3 separate regions of the Mus musculus genome follow, and regions 1 and 3 are each linked to region 2. The links are chromatin contacts, called in public HiCAR-type and promoter capture Hi-C maps. All regions are on one chromosome and are shown on one strand. Each heading gives the region's core, a stretch centred on a gene start, on an enhancer-like site or on the middle of the called end of the contact. The rest is flanking DNA. Distances are from core to core; before and after follow the strand shown.

Evidence for each region. Promoter capture Hi-C pulls out the DNA fragments that hold promoters and counts their contacts. HiCAR-type assays count read pairs that join an accessible place to other places.
Region 1: a contact with region 2 is called in a HiCAR-type map of astrocytes, with 5 times the contacts expected there. The contact joins the promoter of Brip1 here to the promoter of Ggnbp2os in region 2. A contact is called at or near these places in 3 of 39 promoter capture datasets (the C10 cell line, hippocampal neurons and pre-B cells), 1 of 484 Hi-C or Micro-C datasets (CD4 T cells), 1 of 115 datasets of contacts at active chromatin or transcription factors (astrocytes) and 1 of 9 other capture datasets (adipose tissue).
Region 3: a contact with region 2 is called in a promoter capture Hi-C map of liver, with 2.6 times the contacts expected there. The contact joins the promoter of Heatr6 here to the promoter of Ggnbp2os in region 2. A contact is called at or near these places in 6 of 39 promoter capture datasets (the 3T3-L1 cell line, cranial neural crest, liver and 1 more) and 1 of 115 datasets of contacts at active chromatin or transcription factors (embryonic forebrain).

What each region holds. Positions count from the first base shown.
Region 1 is chr11:86,198,601-86,202,464 of GRCm38.p6, reverse strand. It overlaps Brip1 (BRCA1 interacting protein C-terminal helicase 1), which reads left to right and starts at 1,272. Exons shown (of 20, transcript NM_178309.2): 1 at 1,272-1,356; 2 at 3,471-3,593. The coding sequence starts at 3,501. Brip1os (BRCA1 interacting protein C-terminal helicase 1, opposite strand) reads right to left here and starts at 1,105. Exons shown (of 7, transcript NR_130959.1): 1 at 913-1,105.
Region 2 is chr11:84,867,453-84,871,329 of GRCm38.p6, reverse strand. Ggnbp2os (gametogenetin binding protein 2, opposite strand) reads right to left here and starts at 1,325. Exons shown (of 2, transcript NR_131201.1): 1 at 1,234-1,325; 2 at 1-126. It overlaps Ggnbp2 (gametogenetin binding protein 2), which reads left to right and starts at 540. Exons shown (of 14, transcript NM_001364114.1): 1 at 540-725; 2 at 1,258-1,453. The coding sequence starts at 1,361.
Region 3 is chr11:83,751,433-83,755,592 of GRCm38.p6, reverse strand. Heatr6 (HEAT repeat containing 6) reads right to left here and starts at 1,956. Exons shown (of 20, transcript NM_145432.3): 1 at 1,652-1,956. The coding sequence starts at 1,870. It overlaps Wfdc21 (WAP four-disulfide core domain 21), which reads right to left. Exons shown (of 3, transcript NM_183249.2): 3 at 2,947-3,099.

The DNA.
Region 1 (3,864 bases), core at 23-2,522, 1.3 Mb before region 2:
CCCCTGATTCTCCAGGCGGAATGGGCGGGGCCAAAGGCCCTGCAGCTTGAGCTGCATGAGGAGAGAGAGAGAGAGAGAGAGAGAGAGAGAGAGAGAGAGAGAGAGAGAGAGAGAGGATAAAGGGGAGGGAGATAAAGAAGAAGATCAGTATCCGTGGTGGGGAGAACATCTTTCTTGGGCCTATCCTGAAGGGCGAAGATTGGCACAGCCATTGGTCCTGAAGAGGAACCGGGCGAACACAAGGAGGGGGATCGGTGACTAAATCTTCCCACACTATGATATATGGGACCTGATTAGGGTGGCTCTTCGAGCCAGCACCAAAAATGCACCTCTTGACGGACAATATAAGAGGCAGTGAGAAAGAACCCTCAGGAGGCCATCCAATCTGAAAGGTGGGCCACTCTGACGAGCAAAAAGTAAACCATTTATTTTTCTTCACATTTACTGAGAGATTGTGAGCTCTAGTCTTAACCTCCCTCCAATGTTCTAGAGTAAAACTCGGAGGGGTGGAAGGTCAGTGTCCCATTCTGTCCAAAAATAACGTCAGTCCCAGTCCACACACAAAAAGAAAAACAGAAAGTAAAATACCAACGCGCCCCTGCCACGAGCGCCACAGAAGATACACTGAATAACTTGGTAGTGGTCTCTTTGCCACTGACCCCCAGATGAAGTCGAGCCCTCCCGGATCTCGCGGATCGGATCCGACTTCCCACTCTGAGAGTCTGGAGCGTCCTCCAGGACTCTTCGTTACCGCAGCGTTAAGGTCGCTTCTGGCAACCCCCGGCAGACAACTCCTTTGCAAACCGAAACCAAACTGACTTGCAGCCGACTCAAAATAGAGGGAACAGACGGAATAGACGCGCGGAATAGACGCACGCCAAGGGCGGACACAAAGAGACACAGCCGCGGTACCTGCTCGAACAATCCTCCGGTCTCCTGTCACTGGACCCGCCAGCAGGACGATTCCCGGTCAATGCACCAAATGTAAGACCCGTCTAACGCCCATTTTGTGCTTCTTAAAGTCTCACAGTACAAGAATTTTTTTTTTTCCTTCAAGCAAATGTGCGGAACTTGTCCCAGTCTTTTTCGCGGGGTGGGGTTTGGGGGAGGGGCGGTGCTCGTCTTCCGGTCCCGCCAAGTACTCGAGGGTTGATTTTACTTCGCGGGCTCCCATTGGGCGGTATAGCGTTGGCCTCGTACGATGATTGGCTGTTTCCTTTTCCGGTCTGGCTGTGTGATTGGCTGACTGGGAACCGAGGGGCGGGAGGCGCGAATTCATCTGTGTGGCGCTGCGGAGTGCAGCCTGGAGAGGGAGGAGTGGCTGTACCTTGGTACCTGGCAGCGTCGGAACAGCCGGTGAGGGAGGACTTTCGTACTCGCGAGCTTTCCTTGTAGGTCGGCTCCGCGTTGCCTTCTGTCAAACGTCAGCCGTTCCTTTTCTCTGGGAGCGGGAGCCAGCCGTGGGCAAATGGAAAGGAGGGCGCGGGGAGGGGACGGGCTCCTGCAGGCTGGCGCCGGCGGGCTCTCGGGCTCTATGGTGTGGCTCCCCGTGGACATGTGAGAACTAGGAGCTTGGGGAAGGAAAGCTGAGGGCCAGGGAGCCTGTCCTTACATTCTGTGAACGCAGGCTGGAGGTAGCCCCAGCTTCCGCGGTACTTCTGGAAGGGCTACAGATTTGTTAACCCGCCCCCCCCCCCCCCTTCTCTTAAAGAGACAGGGTCTCACCCTCCAGCTCTGGCTGGGCTGGAACTCGGAGTGCAGACCTGGCTGCCCTCGATCGATCGTACAGAGATCCACCAGAGATTGTTGGGGGCCAGAAGAATTGCGCCACCACATCCGGAAGTGTGATTGTCTGATGAGTTTTGAGAGGAATGTTGCCACAGCTTCAGGCATAGATTGCCATCTCGATTAATTTTAGTAACACAATATTGAGTTTTTGCTTCAGAATAAGCTGTTAGAGTCCATTAAACCTCAGAGGTTTACAGATAAAAATCAGTGATTGGATACTTTTTCTAACAATATCTTTTATTTATTCTTTGATAGTTTATGCATATATACAAAGTATCTTGACCTATCCCCAGTACATCCTTCACACTGCTTCGGGACCCCTTCACACGCCCCTCCCACCCAATGAGTCCAATTAGTACTGCCTGATGGGATGTTGACAGGTCTCCTTGGCTTGATTTTATGCAGGTCTTGTCTGACAGAACAATATTTAGAAATGAAAAATAACTTAAGAGTGGTGGGTTTTTTGGAGCACAGAAGCTGTGGTTAAAGTTATTGACTTCATGACCTGTTGTACCTTCTGTCTTAACCATCTCCATTCACAGACTGAGTTTACCAGATTTTCTCACCACTGTCGAAATTCTTCAGTCAATAAAAGTGTCTGGGAGGTTAGGTGATGCAAACAGTGGGATTTAAATCTATTTTGTTTCAATTATAATCTCCTGATTTCAGAATTACTGAGCTGACTCAGCAGGTAAAGGACTCAACCGAGCTAGCAGTGTTTAATTCCTGAGACCCACATGGTGAGAGGAGGGAACCTATTCTGTCTCCAGAACACTGTCTTCTCACTTCCACACACGTGTCATGCCATGCGGGTTCTCCTCCCCCAGTAAACTAAAAGATGATTTAAAAAAAATTAAGTGAATTTCTGTGGAAAGATACTTTCTCCCTTACAACAATTTTTAAAGTTAGATATTATTGCAGAAAAGAATTTTAGACTTACAGGTGAAAAATGTTAAGTCATAGATACAACCTGTGCTTCCTGCCCATTCATCTGCCTTTTCCTTCTAACTGGGAGAGTGTGAAAAGGGCAAACAGGAATGTACAGAATAAGAGGAAACAGTGAGGCTATGGAATAGCAGAGCTGCTTCAGAAATCTGTTGTATCTATAAGTTGAATATATGTAATCAAACTTGTTATAGGAGCTTGTGTTTCATCTGCCATGTACAGTATGTTTTTACATTATTTAACTTTTACAGCAGTCTTATAAGGCTTGTTTCTGTTAGGACTCCTATTCTGTACCTGAGGACATGGAGTTCTAGAAAAGTGACTTGCCTTACATCATAACTAATACATCATGGAGTGCCAGTCTAGACTGGTCAGACTCTAGTACGTATGTGCTCTTGACCCTGAGATTTATTTATAAGGATAAGATTTTTTTTTATTTCTATTACTTTTATATATGTGCTTATTAATTCCAGTTTTTATTATCAGACTTCAGCTCTATTGCTAGGTGTCTGGTTTTCTTTGAATGACATTATTTCGATATGTAAACTGTAATCCTTTTTATATTTGTGAGTGTATGTGTGGATGGCTATGCCAGGTAAATGCAGGTTATTGCAGAAGCCAGATAAGGTTGTGGGAGTCCTTGGAGCTGGAGTTACAGGCATTTGTAAGGTGCCTGATGTGGGCTCTGGGAATCCATCTCGCCAACCCTTCTACTGATTTTATTGTTTCTGTTGTAGTGAAGCACCTAAAGTAGAGAAGAAGGCAGAATGTCCTCAGTGTTGTCTGACTACACCATCGGTGGGGTGAAGATCCACTTTCCCTGTAGAGCGTATCCAGCACAGCTTGCGATGATGAATTCTGTAAGTCTTTTACAGCAGCTGAGTCTTTACCAAGAGGCTGTGGCTTGTGATTCCAAGTATACATTGAATTTGTGACTATTCACAGGTATAAAATGATGGCTAGGATTTGTTGGATTCATCTGGAAGAGCACCTAAGTTCTAGGAAAGTGATATGATAACTCTTAAGCTGTGTATGTTTAGGTTAGGATGTAGCAAGAACATCTGAAAAACAGTTTCAGCTCCTTTAGAATTTTGATTTTTATTCTTCATTTCTACTACCTTTATATTTCTA
Region 2 (3,877 bases), core at 76-2,575:
CAGATCCTGCACATATTTTCCATCCATCTTGCTGCAGTCCCCATAAGGCGGCCGGCTCTGGGTGAGTCAGGGTAGCAGAGCCCTTTCCTCCAGTCTTACAGGGGTGGAAGTCCGCATGTGTGCAACCTGGAAAACAAGGTCAAAGGTCTCTGCAGTGTCCATTCTCCTAGACCTCGACAGCGCCAGCTCTTCATCGCTCACCCAAGTCTTATCTGGGTTCCCCCCCCCCCCCAGTGGGCTTTCCACCCCACCGGTCTCCAGAGAGCAGATCCCGGGTCGTCACTGGCAGGGACCCCGGCTGCTCCTGCTGGGCCTCCCCACTGGCCCTATTTTCACGCTCGTTTTGGTAAATCCGGGGCACCACGCAGGTCAGCCGAGCGCGACAGCACAGGGGGTTCCCCCCACCCGTACAAGCCGATTTCGAAAGTCGGGACACGAGCGAGGCGGCCGCGGTCTCGCGAGAAGAGGCAGGCCCCGCCTGGAGTTCGCGGCCCCCCCTCCCCGGCCCCACCCTCCCCACGTCCCCCGCCCTCCCTCCCACACTCCCCGTGGCGCGAGCGGCTGACTGAGCCTGGAGAGGAAACGGCAATCGCAGCCGCGCTCCCGCCCAGGCCGGCCCTGACGCGGGCCTCGTCAGCCGGTAACGGGGAGCAGAGGTGGGGGTCAGGGAGGCGTCCTCGAAGTCAGTGAAGGTCAGAACCGAGAGCTCTCTCTCTCCGACCCGGGTGAGGACTGGGGTCTGAGCTCGCCCCCACCCCAACTCTGCAGAGCCGAGGCAGGGTCGACCCCTCCCAGGGGCGGGGTGGCGCCGGGCAACTGCAGCCTAGGGGGCCACCCTGGGCGGGGCGCTCAGCCAGGAGAGAAGGGGTCAGCGGCAGGGGGTGCGGGCTTGGGCTGTGTAGCCGAGGCGGGGATGGGCTTCTGGAGCCCGGACTCCCGAGCTGGGCGGGGATGTCCCGGGGCCAGCAGGTCCTTTTCCGCCTCTCCTTTGGACCCTGACTGGAGGCCGGCGGGCGGGGGGGGGGGGGGTGGGTGGGTGGGGAGGGGGGGTCTGGGTGGGGGAGGGCAGGCGGCGCGAGGGGGCGGGTCCCGGCGCTGCGGGGCGCTGATTGGCTGAGCGCGTGTGGAATCGGGTGATGGGAAACGCAGCGCGGCTCTCCTGTCCTCTCTCGCTCCGCGCCCCCCCACCCCTTTCACCCGTGGCGAATGTGCTGCGAGGTGGCGGGTGCTTACGCTCGCGGGGTTTGGCTGTTGCAGGCAGGAGCTGGGAGGAGGCAGCAGCAGCGGCGGCGGCAGGAGCAGCGGCGGCGGCAGCAGCTGGGAGGAGGTGGTGACGGTGGCAACGGCAGCGTCGGGGACGATGGCGCGACTGGTGGCAGTGTGCAGGGACGGGGAGGAGGAGTTCCCCTTCGAGAGGAGGCAGATCCCCCTCTACATAGACGACACCCTGACGGTGAGCGAGCGGGCTGAGCGGGCCGGGCCGGGATGGGCCCGCTGCTCCCCGGCCTGGCAGCTGTTTCCCCTCCCCCAGGCCGAGCGCTGCGCACTGGAGAAAGAGTGTGTTGCAACTCCTAGGCGAGGCCGCCTCTCCGATGGGCCCCACGAACTCGCCATTGCAGCGGGGCCTCTCGGTACCCTTGGCAGGCCCCAGATCCAGCGCCCCGAAGGCACTTGGAGGTCCCCTGCTCGGGTCTTCCTCCCTCTCCGAACCTTTGGCCTTTAGGCCTGCCTTTGAGACGCTGTTTGCCTAAGCACGCGCCGGGGAGAAGGGTTGAAGGAGCTGGGGCGTTTAGGGCCTGTCCTCTCCAGAAAGCACTTACCCTCCGGGAGGCTCAATTAGTTGAAAATGTCGCAGCTGCATTGTTACCTGTGTGTTTCCCGTTTGAACACTGTAGCTATCTCTACATAAGTGTAATTACTGAGGGCAGAGTGACATTCTCTTGCACAGCGAAGATTCCACCTAAATGATTTGATTTCCTAATACGTCTCACATTGCCTAGTACATTATAATTCTTGAAATGGTTGGGTTAAGCCATGACTCTTCAAAATGGGCCTTCGTGGCATTTTTTTGGTTTACAAGTAGCCCAAGACCAAGTTATTGACTGTAAAGTAGTATGAAGAACTGACTGCTCATTGTGGATAGAAAAACACAAACGTGGGAAGATGGTTGTTTTAAGACTTGGTGTTGGTATACCTTTGCCGACCCCTCTACCCGGTGTTGTAGTACTGTTTCCTTTAAAAGGAAATGGCAGAAATTTGAGTTGATTCTGAGCAGGAAGTAAATGCAGTTGCTTACCACAGTTAAATGAACCTTCTCCGAACAAGTTTTGAAATCTTCATTTTGATGCTGACGCTCCTGGATTTTGCACTCGCCCATTGTGATCTGATGTAGATAAGTCTTCCAGCCTTTGACTTTTTTTCCACTCAAAGGCAGATCGGTTATCTTCCTGAAAAAAAAAAAAGTGTAGTTATGTACTGAAGGTTTTAGCATTTTATGTAAAATGCAAGTCATTGTGGAGATGCCAGTCTGAGCCTTTTTGCCAGTCTCAAGAGCTTCAGTACTTTTAAAAAATTAGGGAAGCTATTGACTGGTTCACTTCGATGGAACTTTGCAATGGAAAGCATGCTTTAAAAAAATAGTCTAATGATTTGACATAAAGTAGAATTTATATTAGAAATTACTTGTATGTATTGGTTATGGTTTCTTATTTTCTTGAATTTTAATTTTAATGGGCTTATATTAAAAATAGTTTTAAAAAAACAAGCTAGAAACCAGTTAAATGATTTTTTTCTCAGTATGATAGTGCTTGGTCATAGTTCATTTGTTATTACCTTCTGTCCCCTTCACCATAAAACCTTAAAAAAACACAGTTTGATAACAACCTTTTTTGTAGTGCATTTTTCCCCCTTAATCCTGAGGTTTGGGTTAATTTTTTTATTAGTATATAATATGAAAACAGAAAACCATTTTAAATTTTGTCTATTTACAAATTTTAAGATAACTTATACTCTCCTTTCACATAACCACCTTTAATGTGAATGTAGCACATTAGTCAATACTTCATAAAGCACTTTTAAGTGAACAGTATGTTACATTCTTGATGATGTGAGTTTCCAGTTTTTTTCATAGATAAACTTACATTATGGTTTAGTGTCACCTGCTTTTGCCTTGTACTGGGTGTCTGAATTTTGCTTTTATTACAGACTCATTACAAAGACAATTTAAGCTTATTTAAATAACTTCAAATAATAGGTATAATTTTTCCTTGCTTAGGAATGACTTTTGGCCACTAAGGAATTAATTTTGTTAGTTTGTCTTGAAAACTTGTGAACTGTCATTGAATGCTGTTAATGAGTATTATCAAAAATTCACCTACAGCTATGCTGTATGTAGGGACACAAGCTTCTTTCAAGATTTCTCAATCCCAGTTAAAGGGAGGATATAGAACAAAGCACCTGTTGGGAGGGAAGCGGGAAGAGGAAGCAGAGGTGTGTGTGTGTGTAGTGGTCCATTGCTATTTGATGGCAGTGTTTGCCTGAAGTTAACTTGGTTTGATCTTTGTTCCTAGCAACCCAAAGGGGAACCTTGTGATCTTTGAGTAAATGGTTTTAGCAATCTTGTTTGCAGAAAAATGTTAGTCTAGTTCATTCTAGTTATCACTGCACATAGGCTGGGCTGGGATATACTGGAATATTTTATACTAGTGTGTATGTGTACGTTTGTACATCTATATAGATATATACATGTGTGTATGTGTGCATGTATGTGTGTGTGTACATGTAGGTGTATATGCCATAGTATATGTGTGGAAGATTGAGGACTGTTGATAGGGAGTTGGTTCTTTCCACTGTAAGTTTTGGGATGGAAGACAGGTTG
Region 3 (4,160 bases), core at 707-3,206, 1.1 Mb after region 2:
AAAAATATCCGAGTCAAAGATGAGGCAGAAAGTGGGGGCTGGAGGAATGAAGTTAACAAAAATTTGTTAGGACTAAAGGAAAGGAAAAGCGCTTTTTACCATACAGTGCTATTAAATAAATGCCAACACAGAAACGCACATGCTACAGCTACAGCTAAAAATACCAAATGAGCCAAGCATGCAATGCTATTGGGCAAATCAGAAATAACACTTACACACACACACACACAGAGAGAGAGAGAGAGAGAGAGAGAGAGAGAGAGGGAGAGAAAGAGAGAGAGAGAGAGAGGAGAGGATGCTATCCACAGATTACACCATCTACAGATGCTTAATGAACAGAAAGGCTCTGGGCATATAGTACGTGTCAGGCAGTAGGCTAGGTATTTTTTTTTTTTTTTTTTTTGACTCCAAAGATGAACCAAACACTTCCCTGAACCACAGAGAACTTGTCTCCTCGAGAGGGAGACAGAAAGATAACAAAGAAGATCTGAAGAACAAATAGAACTTTGCCAGACAGACAAGTAATCAAAGAACAAGGGGAGGGGATGGAGTGGGGGAACTCTCAGAGATGCGCAATGTCCTCAGGTGCCTGAACCCGAGGCACCAAGTGCCAAGTGACTGAACCCAAGAGGAGAACAAGGAGAGAAGAATGGAAAGGCACACATTTTGTTGTTGTTGTTGTGCAAAATAGCCAAGTATATAAATAAAAAGCTCCCTTAATTTCACTTAGTTCCACTCTGCTCCCTTATCCGTGGTGAGCTGCTCGGGATTCTTTTCCCCTTTACATCCTTAAGCCCCATATTTTTCTCTTACTGTTTGGCCGCTTGCTTCTGCCATTTGCCAATATACATAGAAAATCTCTGATTATGCGTACACTTGTATGCGTTTTGTTTGTTTTTTGTTTTTGTTTTTCCAATAGCAGACTCTGGCAAAGAATAGTCTGGAATGGGGCTAGAATAGAGGAAGATCAGTGAGAGACTAGGGAGAGAAGAGTGTGAACTGAGAAACATGTTTGAGACAGACTGAAGAATTTTAATCCAACAGGCTCCAGGGTAAAGAAAAGAAGCAGTGTGCATGCCTTGTGTGTATTTGGGGTGGGGTAGGGTAGAATGAATAGGGGATTAGGAGTATGGGAGACAATGTATTCATCTATACGAGCTATCAAGTTTGAGATGCTCGCAGGTAGGACTGGCTCAGGGGTTCTGGGAATCAGTGATATACAAGAGCGGATGTGTATGAATGAGATGATCCTGACAGGAGAAGTGGAAGCAAACGAGAGCTAGTGCCGAAACAAAACAGAAAATACAGGCCTTACGACAAATTTAGGTTCCAATCTAGCTCTGCCATTTGCCCAAACCGTGACGCTGGATCTCTTGTGAGCTTCAGTGCGTACATCAGCGAAATCAACTAAGACTACCCTCGCTCCGACATTCCCGGAGTCGCTCACCAGGGATGGCAGCTGAGGGCGTCAGAGCAGAAGCCTTTGAAAAGATGCTGGCTTGCAAGCTTTCAGATGGAGGGCAGAGAGATATGGCACGGACCGAGGGAGAAAGCCAGCCTGGAACTAAGTCATCCGGGACGTGGGTGAGAGCCGGAGGGGCCGGAGGGAGGAACCAGCCGTTGTCCGGGCAGGATGAGGCGCGCCGCCTACCTCGGGGGCCACGCCGCCGCCCTCGCTGTAGTTCTCGGAGATGAGCTGGTCGAAGAGCAGGTGAATCTCCATGCGGGACACGGTGCTGTCATCCGGCTGCAGCGCGCGGAGCCTGGCAGACAAGCGGCGGAACCCATCGTCCTGCTCCGGCGACAGTTCCCGCGGGGCCTCTCGCGGCTGCCCACAAGGAAGAGAGGCGGCGACCTGCACCGCCGCCATTTTTCCTCCGTGAGAAAGCCTGGGAAATACTTCCGGGGCACCGCTTGGGGCAGGGCCTGGGTGTGTGCTCCAGTTCCGGAAAGCCATCATTTGAACTGTAGGTTGCAAGTCGTTCTGTGATTAGGATAGGTAAAAGGCAGCAGAAATAAGGCCACCCACCACCCCTTACCCTCTCAGAAAGTTTGCTCTTGGGCAGGGCTGACGTTGCTAGAGTTTCAGATTCTGGCTGGAGTTGGAGAGCACTCTTCTACATGGCAGTGACAGAAAAGTGAGCTATATGGCTTCCTTCTACTCTTGATGTTCTGATAGGACACAAGCTGGAGTTATCACAGAGAAAGGAGCTTCAGTTGGGGAAGTAAGTGCCTCCATGAGATCCAGCTGTGGAGCATTTTCTCAATTAGTGATCAAGGGAGAAGGGCCCCTTGTGGGTGGGACCATCTCTGGGCTGGTAGTCTTGGTTCTATAAGAGAGCAGGCTGAGCAAGCCAGAAGAAGCAAGCCAGTAAGTAACATCCCTCCATGTCCTCTGCATCAGCTCCTGCTTCCTGACCTGCTTGAGTTCCTGTCCTGACATCCTTTGGCGATCAACAGCAATGTGGAAATTGTAACCTGAATAAATCCTTTCCTCCCTGACTTGCTTCTTGGTCATGATGTTTGTGCAGGAATAGAAACCCTGACTAAGACAAAAACTTAACGTATTGACATTAGTAGCTTTTTCACGATTAGGATTAGATAACTGAGAGGAACAGTTTAAAGGAAGGAGGATTTATTATTATTATTATTATTATTATTATTAATTTTTTGGTGCACTATTTTAGGTGGTTTAAGGCTATGCTTGACTGAATCTGCTGCTTTGTAGTAAAGGAGAATGATCGTGACAGCAGGGGTATTTGGTTGAGGCTTCTCACCTAAAGCAACCAGGAAACAACAAGAAACATGTCAAGCCCAGGACAAAATACCCCGTTGACCTATCTCCTCCAGCATGGCCCCTTCTTCCCAAACAGTACAATCAACTATGGACCAGGGAGACGTGTCATATTCAAACCATAACAACCTCCAAGAAAATAACTCAAGAAGTGTTGAGACTTTTACATTAATGATTTATTAAAAGAAACAACTCCTTGTCCCACTCCACTGTGCTGCTTGTAATCTCCATACATGGCCTCCATTTTCAACTGTTTTCTTGGTCACAGAGCTCCAAACAGACACATTTTTTTTTCCAGGTAGAAGCTATAGGAAGAAATGAACAGTAATCAGGGAAGATGGCCTTTGAGAAAATTCTTTGTTGGAGAAATAGATATAAAAATTATACACGAGACCTGCTGTTTTGGGTACCTGGCTACTGCCCAGAGTGCAATGAGAAACATTAGATCTTGATGCTGGAAATCCATAGCACCATCAGAAAGCCAGAAAGCACTACAGGTGGGCTGGATAGATAAATACTCTGAACATGAACACTTTGGTGCTGGGGGCCAGCCCCGGTGGGGTCTTCTTTCTTGTTGGTTCTCCTTGAGGTAGCAGAGGGGGGAAGATCACTGGCGGAGGGTACGACTTTTGTCTTGTGAGATATTTAGGGTTGTAGTATAATAATTAAAAGTTCACTTATGTAAGTCCAAGTTACTGTGCTACTGTAGCTGACCTGCCTTCTATGTTCCTGAGGCCAGAAACTGCAGTCTCTGGCACTTAGCACCTCATCCTAAAACAGCAGGAGATTAAGTAAAGGATTAATTGCTAGAACCTTTTCCCTTTTGTTCAGATGCCTCTTGCTTGTCAGGCTATTGAACAATAAACTTCTATTGAACCAGAAGAGAATAATGCTTGCAGAAGGAAAAACTTTTATATAAGCAAATATGCATAAACTTACGTAAATTCATACACAGAATCACATATGTGCATTTATACACTTCCATTAAAACCAGTTGTGTCCAACTTGCATACATTCTCACAATTACATACTTACACACACATGTCTATACTTACATATGCATTTGGAGCAAAAGACCAAGCACAGGTTTCAGAAAGAACTCACTGATTCTACATGGAAAAAGAGCTCCAATCTTTATTGCATAGGGAAAGAAAACGCTTCTAGCCTTTTAATGCTAAATGAGTTAAACCCAAGTTTGTAAGAAGAAAGCTTTGTTCCTTTATAAGAATAAGCCTGCCTTGCTATTCAGAAAAGACCTGTTCTGTTCCATGGTAAGGAGAAGCCTGCCTGCTCCTTCTGCTCTATGCAGCTTCTTTTTTCCCCTCTTTCCCTCTGCATTCTGCACATTGCTCTCTTAGATTTTTAT